Regions from separate parts of the Mus musculus genome. Here region 2 is linked to region 1. A link is a contact called in public promoter capture Hi-C data. All regions are on one chromosome and are shown on one strand. Each heading gives the region's core, a stretch centred on a gene start, on an enhancer-like site or on the middle of the called end of the contact. The rest is flanking DNA. Distances are from core to core; before and after follow the strand shown.

The links. Promoter capture Hi-C pulls out the DNA fragments that hold promoters and counts their contacts.
Region 2: a promoter capture Hi-C map of hippocampal neurons shows a contact between it and region 1, with 2.2 times the contacts expected there. The contact joins the enhancer-like site here to the promoter of Ankdd1a in region 1. A contact is called at or near these places in 4 of 39 promoter capture datasets (hippocampal neurons, liver and pre-B cells).

What each region holds. Positions count from the first base shown.
Region 1 is chr9:65,518,134-65,521,741 of GRCm38.p6, forward strand. It overlaps Ankdd1a (ankyrin repeat and death domain containing 1A), which reads right to left and starts at 2,086. Exons shown (of 15, transcript NM_001370871.1): 1 at 2,027-2,086. The coding sequence starts at 2,060.
Region 2 is chr9:66,088,941-66,092,276 of GRCm38.p6, forward strand. Snx1 (sorting nexin 1) reads right to left here. Exons shown (of 15, transcript NM_019727.2): 12 at 1,647-1,790; 13 at 588-668; 14 at 178-249. Among named protein-coding and RNA genes, the nearest start is that of Snx22, 21 kb to the left of the region's middle. Within about 2 kb of position 1,856, at least 45 of the 459 cell types and tissues checked have an H3K27ac peak or open chromatin away from gene starts, as enhancers often do. A contact at or near this core is called in hippocampal neurons, where this site is marked.

The DNA.
Region 1 (3,608 bases), core at 836-3,335:
TGAAGAGCCAATTGCAGTGGAGTGTATCTGTAGTTCTGGCATTAGATAGGAGGCAGAAGAACTGCCAGATGCTTGTAGGTCAGCCAGTCTGGAGTATGCTCCACAACTTAGCAGAAACAGCAAGAGAGATGCTATCTCTAAAACAAGGTAGAAGGAGAGCATCAACTCCTGAAAGTTGTCCCCTGCCCTCCACACATGAGCCTGGTCCTTTGTGCATCCAGGGACAGAGAGCCAGCGACTTGGCGGGGAAAGCATGCACTGAAGTGACAGAGTTAGAATGAAACCTTGCCTGTCCCATGCTGCTCGCTCGCCCCACACATCTCCAGCCTCAGCAACGCACACCAGGCTCTCTGACACCTGAGCTTTTATGGGCGCTGGGTCTTCTGCTCAGAGTCACACACCCTCAAGTTCACTGCTCTCCCTTTGGCTGGGAGAATCCTTAAGGATCCTTTGACCCCAGCAGAACTCTGTGACCTCTCTGAAATAACCGGTGCACACTTAGGAGATGAAGGAGGGTCAGGAGTTCAAGGACAGCAAGCTGAAATTCAATGTGGGCTACATGAGACCCTGTCTCTTTAAAAGGTGGGGCTGAGGGGGCCTACAGAGAGATGGTTTAGTGCTTAAGTGCTGCTCCTTACAGAGAACTTGAGTTTGGTTATGAGCACCCACATCTGGTGACTGCCTATAACTATGGTCTAGGAGATCTGATGCCTTTTTTCTGGTTTCTTCCGGTACACATAAGCACACACAAACAAATAACAAAGCAAGGCACATATCTTTAGTCCCAACACTTGGAGGGAGAGGTAGGCAAATCTACAGCCTGGTCTACATAGTGAATTCAAAGACAACCCCAGGAATATACTGTGAGAATCTGTTAATAATAATAATAATAATAATAATAATAATACAAAATTTTAAAGCCACACTTAGGCTTAAGGGAGCCCAGTCCCCATTCCTCATTCATCTGGGAGGATGGTAACAGCTGGCTTCAGCATTTTGAAGTCCAGTGGGCAGGACTATGGGGATTTGAGAAAGCTCTCCCGGGTTCAGTGGGCAGGGCTCAGACTGGGCAGCAGGACTAAGACTTCTCAAAGGAGCTGATGGCTCAGTCCTCTTTCCTCTCCCAGGCAGGGCACCAAAGGTCTCCCAGCTACATGCATGCTTCCCACACATTGAGATGTCCTGGTTCTAAGTACATTCTGAAAGAGGCTCTGAAGTTCCTTATCTCACACAGGGATAGGGCTGACCACAGCACCTCTTTCCTAGGCCCTGGTTCCTTCTTTGATATGGTGTCTACACCCCATTTTATTCTGGGTGAACTGAGATCTTTAAGTGTTTGTTTTGGTGGTGGTGGTGGTGGTGGTGGTGGTGGTGGCTGACAGGGTCTCATGTAGCCCAGGTGGCCTTGGACTCCCTGTGTAGCCAAGGATGGAAGGTGATGTTGAATTCCTGATCCTCCTGCCTCTACTTCCCCAGTGCTAGGATTACAGATGTGTGCCACACGCCTGGTTTTACATGGTGCTTGGGATTGAACCCACGGCCTTGTGCATATTAAACAAACATTCTACCGGCCAAATTGTGTGTGCTCCTATTCCTGATTTCAGCATTTCTACAGTCATGTGACCTCACCCTGTCTCTCAGCCCTCTCATCTGAAAAATGGAGATGTCAGTAGGCCCAACCCATATAGTAGCAAAGACAGAAGACTGGCCTGACCTGCTTTAAGGACTGCCACACAAAGCAAGTTATTATCAAGGATCGTTGTCACTCGAGCTTGCCTTGTTCAGGACACCCTGAGTCCCAGATGTTCAGCCACTGTGCCCTACACCTGTGCGGCATTCTTCTGTTTTTTTTTTTTTTTTTTTTTCGGAAGCCACAGAGAAGACTGAGACAGAGGTGTCCAGGCCAAGGGCCAGCCTCTCTCTGGGTCACCCTCTGTGACCTGGGGTCCTCCCACCAGGCATCCGTTCTTTCTGCGCACCCCCCCCCATCCTCCGCCCCGCCCCCGCCAGCGGCATTGGGACTCACAGCCGTGGGTCTCCCAAGCCAGCTCCTCCTCCATCCTGCAGCTCCCGGCTGGTGCTAGGCGTTTAGTTGCCAGGGCGGGGAGAGCGCAGAGCTGGGAGCGCGCAGAGCGGGGAGTGGGTGGTGGAGGCTTTGCATCTCTCTGTAGCCCCTGCTCATTATCAGCCCATCCGCGAATCCGACCCGGGCACCCACAGCTTACACACACACACACACACACACACACACACACACACACACACACACACGCCTTCAAGCTGCCTAGGTCCCTGCGCGCAATCCCCCTGGGACCTCCCAACCTTGATGCCTCAACAAGCCCTCCCACACTGGACACTTCAGACCCCTACTACCCCACCAAGCCTACGGACATAGGACAAAAGATGTATTCAGGATCAGAAAAATCGGGTTACAACAATAACGAGATATAAATTACGTTACTTAGATTGGCTAAAACCAAACGCAAACAAACAAACAGAAACACGGAGAAAGCTGGAGGATGCCATATGCCAGATGCCAGAGCAGACGGTGCAGTTGTCCCAGCGAGTACACTCCGCTGGTGGCAGCAGCCTAAGGCTGGCATTCTGGAATCCAGACTGGCAGAAAGGAGGGAAAAGACTTTTCAACCCGAAGGAAGTAAAATAAATCAAAGGCAAACAAATCAATGAAATTAACATTGTAAAAATTCCTCCAGTAAAATGAGCCACCCTCTGCGCTGCCTGCTGCTCTAAGAAACTGCTATTCCTTTCCGTGTGGAATGCTCTTCCAACCCTTTCCCCTCAGCAGACTAGATCCCTGTCATTCTTTTTGGAGACTAGCTGAAGCGTCAAATTCCCAGTGTTAACTGTGCCTCCAACATTCTCCACTTCTCCACGTTGACATAGCCTTTAATTGTTAGAGCGTGGTCACAATTTTATAATTCCATGACAGTCAAATCACACTAGGCTTTGGGCCCATTTCCCTGTAATTTAATATTAAAAAGAAACAAAAATTTGGGTGTTTTTTTTTTCTCCTTTGTTTACTGTTGGTGTGTTTTGTCTTCTGAGACCAAATCTAGCTTTTTGTCCACGCTGGTCTCCAACACACCGGCTCACGTGATCTTCCACGTCAGCTTCCCTCCAGAGTCAAGTATCAGTCAAGACTCTGACCATACTGCAAGATGCTGGGATACCCCGGAGCCACCCGTTGCCTCCCGAAGAAGCTCAAAAATTCACACAGGCTCTTGAGCGTGGCAGTATTACATCTGTTGAGTCCTTTTGCTGCCCATCTTCTCTGCTTCTCTGTGTGCTGTTTTGTTCTTCGTTAGATGAACAGAAGCATAAAAGGAGGAGAGAGCGGGACAGGACGGCAGACTGCCCCACGATGGGAGCCCAGTGCAGATGTTTGCAGTTCCCTGAGCTTGTGTGATGTTTGGACACTGCCCAGATGTCTCTGGATTTTAGTCCCACCCTGCCCTTGCTGGAGGGGATGCTCTGACCGGTGGCAAATGACCAGAAGATTTATTTCAGCTCCAAAAGACTTCTCAGTGCTTGGCTTCAAAAGACCCAAGTGCTTGCTTGGCTGTGGAGCCTCCCTCTGGAACAGATAA
Region 2 (3,336 bases), core at 606-3,105, 570 kb after region 1:
GACGGCTCACTGGGTAAAGAGGTCAACAGAGTTCCCCTGACTGAGGTGGAGCACGAAAGCCTGTTTTCAGTTATCAACGACAGCAGAGCCTCCCCCATCAGAACCAAAGTCCCATATAGACAGCTGTCATTTGGGGCAGGAAATGAGGGGCCAGAGCTGTGCACATTACATACATACCTGCTGCTGGGAATGTAGGAGTGTCTCCAGGTACTTCATCACGTGGTTTTTGAAATCCTTGGACTTCTCTTTCTGTAAGAGACAGGATTCTACGCTGACCTCCCAGTCAGTGGTTCCTTCCCGTTTTGGGATGGTGGTGTTTACTGCTGACCAAGGCCAAGCACACACTTGGGAAGTAGAGTCAGTAACTTTAACAGTGACAGTTTCTGGCCAAACAGTCTCTGCCAAAGCTCTGCAAGCTTTCTCTGCGGGCAAGGAGAGTGGTGGGGGGGAAAGGACACATAGCAGCTCCTGGCTTTGCTTTGTGTGTCATCGCGTTGGTACAGCAGTAAATGTAAGATAGCCACCATGCCTCAGAAACCAGAGAGCAGATACACAGGTGCACACAGAACACATGGTTTCTAGCTCACCTCAAATCGTGTCACTTCCTTTCGGACAACTGTGGAAATCCTTTCAAAGTCCCTTTCATACTGAGTCACCCGAGATTCCCACTAGGAAGAGGAAAGAGAGGCTCACTTAAGGTCTGGATGGAGCTCAGCAGCACAGTGCTCCAGTGTGAGAGTCTGGGTTTGAGTTCAGTACCACAGATCCAAAGGGCGGGCGTGTGAGGTGCGCAGTGTCATTTAATGTCATGGTGCAATTCTACAGGAGACCTCACTGGGTCCTAACATCTTTCTGCCCCTTTGGGGAGGATGAGATACCTAAGAGTATGGTATGGAACTGCATACCATAGCCCAGCAGGCAACGGGAAACGATGGCCATGTGTCTCTGGCCAAGCTTAGCCTTTGAGAAAACTCTAGCACCATAGCAGACTCTGATTCGGGAACTCAAAGATACAGCACAAGCCACAAAACCCCTTAATTTATGTCTTTCCTAGACAGGCATGTCTGAATCACTTAGGTAGCTTCTCAAAGATTCATGTAAGGAGTTAGAGTCTTAACATTTTTTTTTAACTTTTACTTATTTTATTTATATGAGTACACTGTAGCTGTCTTCAGACACACCAGAAGAGGGCATCAGATCCCATTACAGATGGTTGTAAGCCACCATATGATTGCTGGGAGTTAAACTCAGGACCTCTGGAAGAGCAGTCAGTGCTCTTGACCACTGAGCCATCTCTCCAGCCCAAAGAGCTAGTTACCCCAGGGATTAAGAGCACTGGCTACTCTTCCTGGGGATCCAAGTTCAAATCCCAGCCCCCACACAGTGGCTCACAAGTTCCTAGGTATTCAATACCCTCTTCTGGCCTTCTCAGGTCCCATGGTACACAGACATGCAGGCAAAACACCCATAAACATGAAAATAAAATCATTTAAAAATAAAAAAGACTGGAGGAGAGCCAGCCTCAAGGCTGCCCTGAAGTCATCCCCATAGGCCTACCCAGGAGCCCTGGCCCTTCAATTAGCTCTCTTGCCTATTCTGGGCTCCTAAGCATCTGGTCACTGGGCTAGCTTTGGTGGGAAACTCACCTCTGTGATCTCATCCTTAGCCTGCTGCAGTTTGTCAGGCTTGTTGGCCCACAGCAGCCGTGCCTCAGACTCCCGCTTCTTCTGCAGCGTGGCTTGAGCATCCTGCCAGCGCTGCCATGTCTTCATGCGCTGGTCGAAGGCAGCCTATGGGGGAGGGCAGTTGGGAGGAGCACAGCCAGCTCTTCAGCAGTCCTGGCTGGCTCTGCCTTAGAAGGAGGATCCCCCAGCAGCTGTGCCAGGGAAGCACTGAGCAAGGGCAGCCTCTGCAGCCACTGTTAGCTGAGGCATTTAATGTCTAAAAGCACAAGCTTGGGTCAGGCCCTCTTCAAGCTTCCAGTGAATGGGCCAGCGCCATGCGACTCCAGGCCAGGGCTGGGTGACTGGAGCACAGAGGGTGGCCTGATGCCAAAACCTGACACTAATAAGGTTTCCAAACTGCCTACCTCAACCAAGTCAGACCAAGAGTCTACACTTTCCTGAGTCTGCCACGTGTGAGGAGCTATGAATACCGTGGGAGTGGAGCACATGGTCCCACTCTCAGGGAAAGCCTTCAACGTATTAGCGATTACAGTAGCCGCTTACACATATGCAGAGTACTAGGAAAACAAGCAGGCACCAAAACTTAATTGACCTTGCTCAGCTCTGCAGGCTCTAAGTCTACAGCAAGGATGCAGCCTTTTAAACTGATGCAAACAACAGGCCTGGTAACAGAATTTGTTTTCCTTTTGAGACAAGGTCTCAGGTAGGCCAGGCAGGCCTGATCTCATTGTAGAGCTGAGGATGACCGTGAACTCCTGAACCTCTTGCCCCAGTCTCTCAAGTGCTGGCATTACCGGCATAAGTCACCATGCTGACAGCTTAAGGAGACTTTACATAAACACTTAAAATGGCCACAACCTACTTACTGCCTTCACCTCACCCACACACTCACTCACCTGCTCTAGGCTCTCCAAAGGTCATTACTGGCTTCCTGTTTCTAGTCTTGGAACAGAAGCAGCGCTGTTAGAAGACAATTGCTGGCCAGGCCACCTGCACTCTACAGACTTCAAAGGCAGTCCACAGCAAGGTGGGGGGAAGCCTTGTGGCCCTGTTTATTTGCTCCCCATTCCCTGCAAAGATTCCCTGGATGTGTGCCAGGCTTCCTCAGCACAGCCCAGGCCATAGCACAGCTCCTAGTGAAGGCAGAGTGCAAGGCCACTGAACGTTGCTTCCTCCAGCCCTGCTGCTACTCTGCTGCTGCTTCTGTTCCTCAAGACAGGCTTCACTACGTATCCACTGAACTCACTATGTAGCATATGCTGGCCTAGATTTTCCCATGATCCTCTTGCTGTAGCCTCCCAGCTGCTGGGATTACAGGCATGTGTTTCCATTCCTTAGTACCTTAATGTCAAAAGTTCAGGAACAGGGTTGACTCCTTATCTAAACAGGCTTAAACCTATCCCACTGGGTTAACAGGGCTTCAGGGAAGGACACAAAAGAAACCTTTGCTCATTTCTTCATTCCCACTGCTCACTCATGACATGAGGAGGCCCACACGGGTTCTCTGAGAAGAGACCTGCTCACAGCTCTCTGCTCTCAGGTTTCTCTAGCCCATGGAGAACAAGGCTTAGCCCTGTTCACAAAGGCTCACCCTGTCTACAATCACTTCCAAAAGCTGTGCTCTCTAGGGAACCCCTGCCTCCCAAAACAA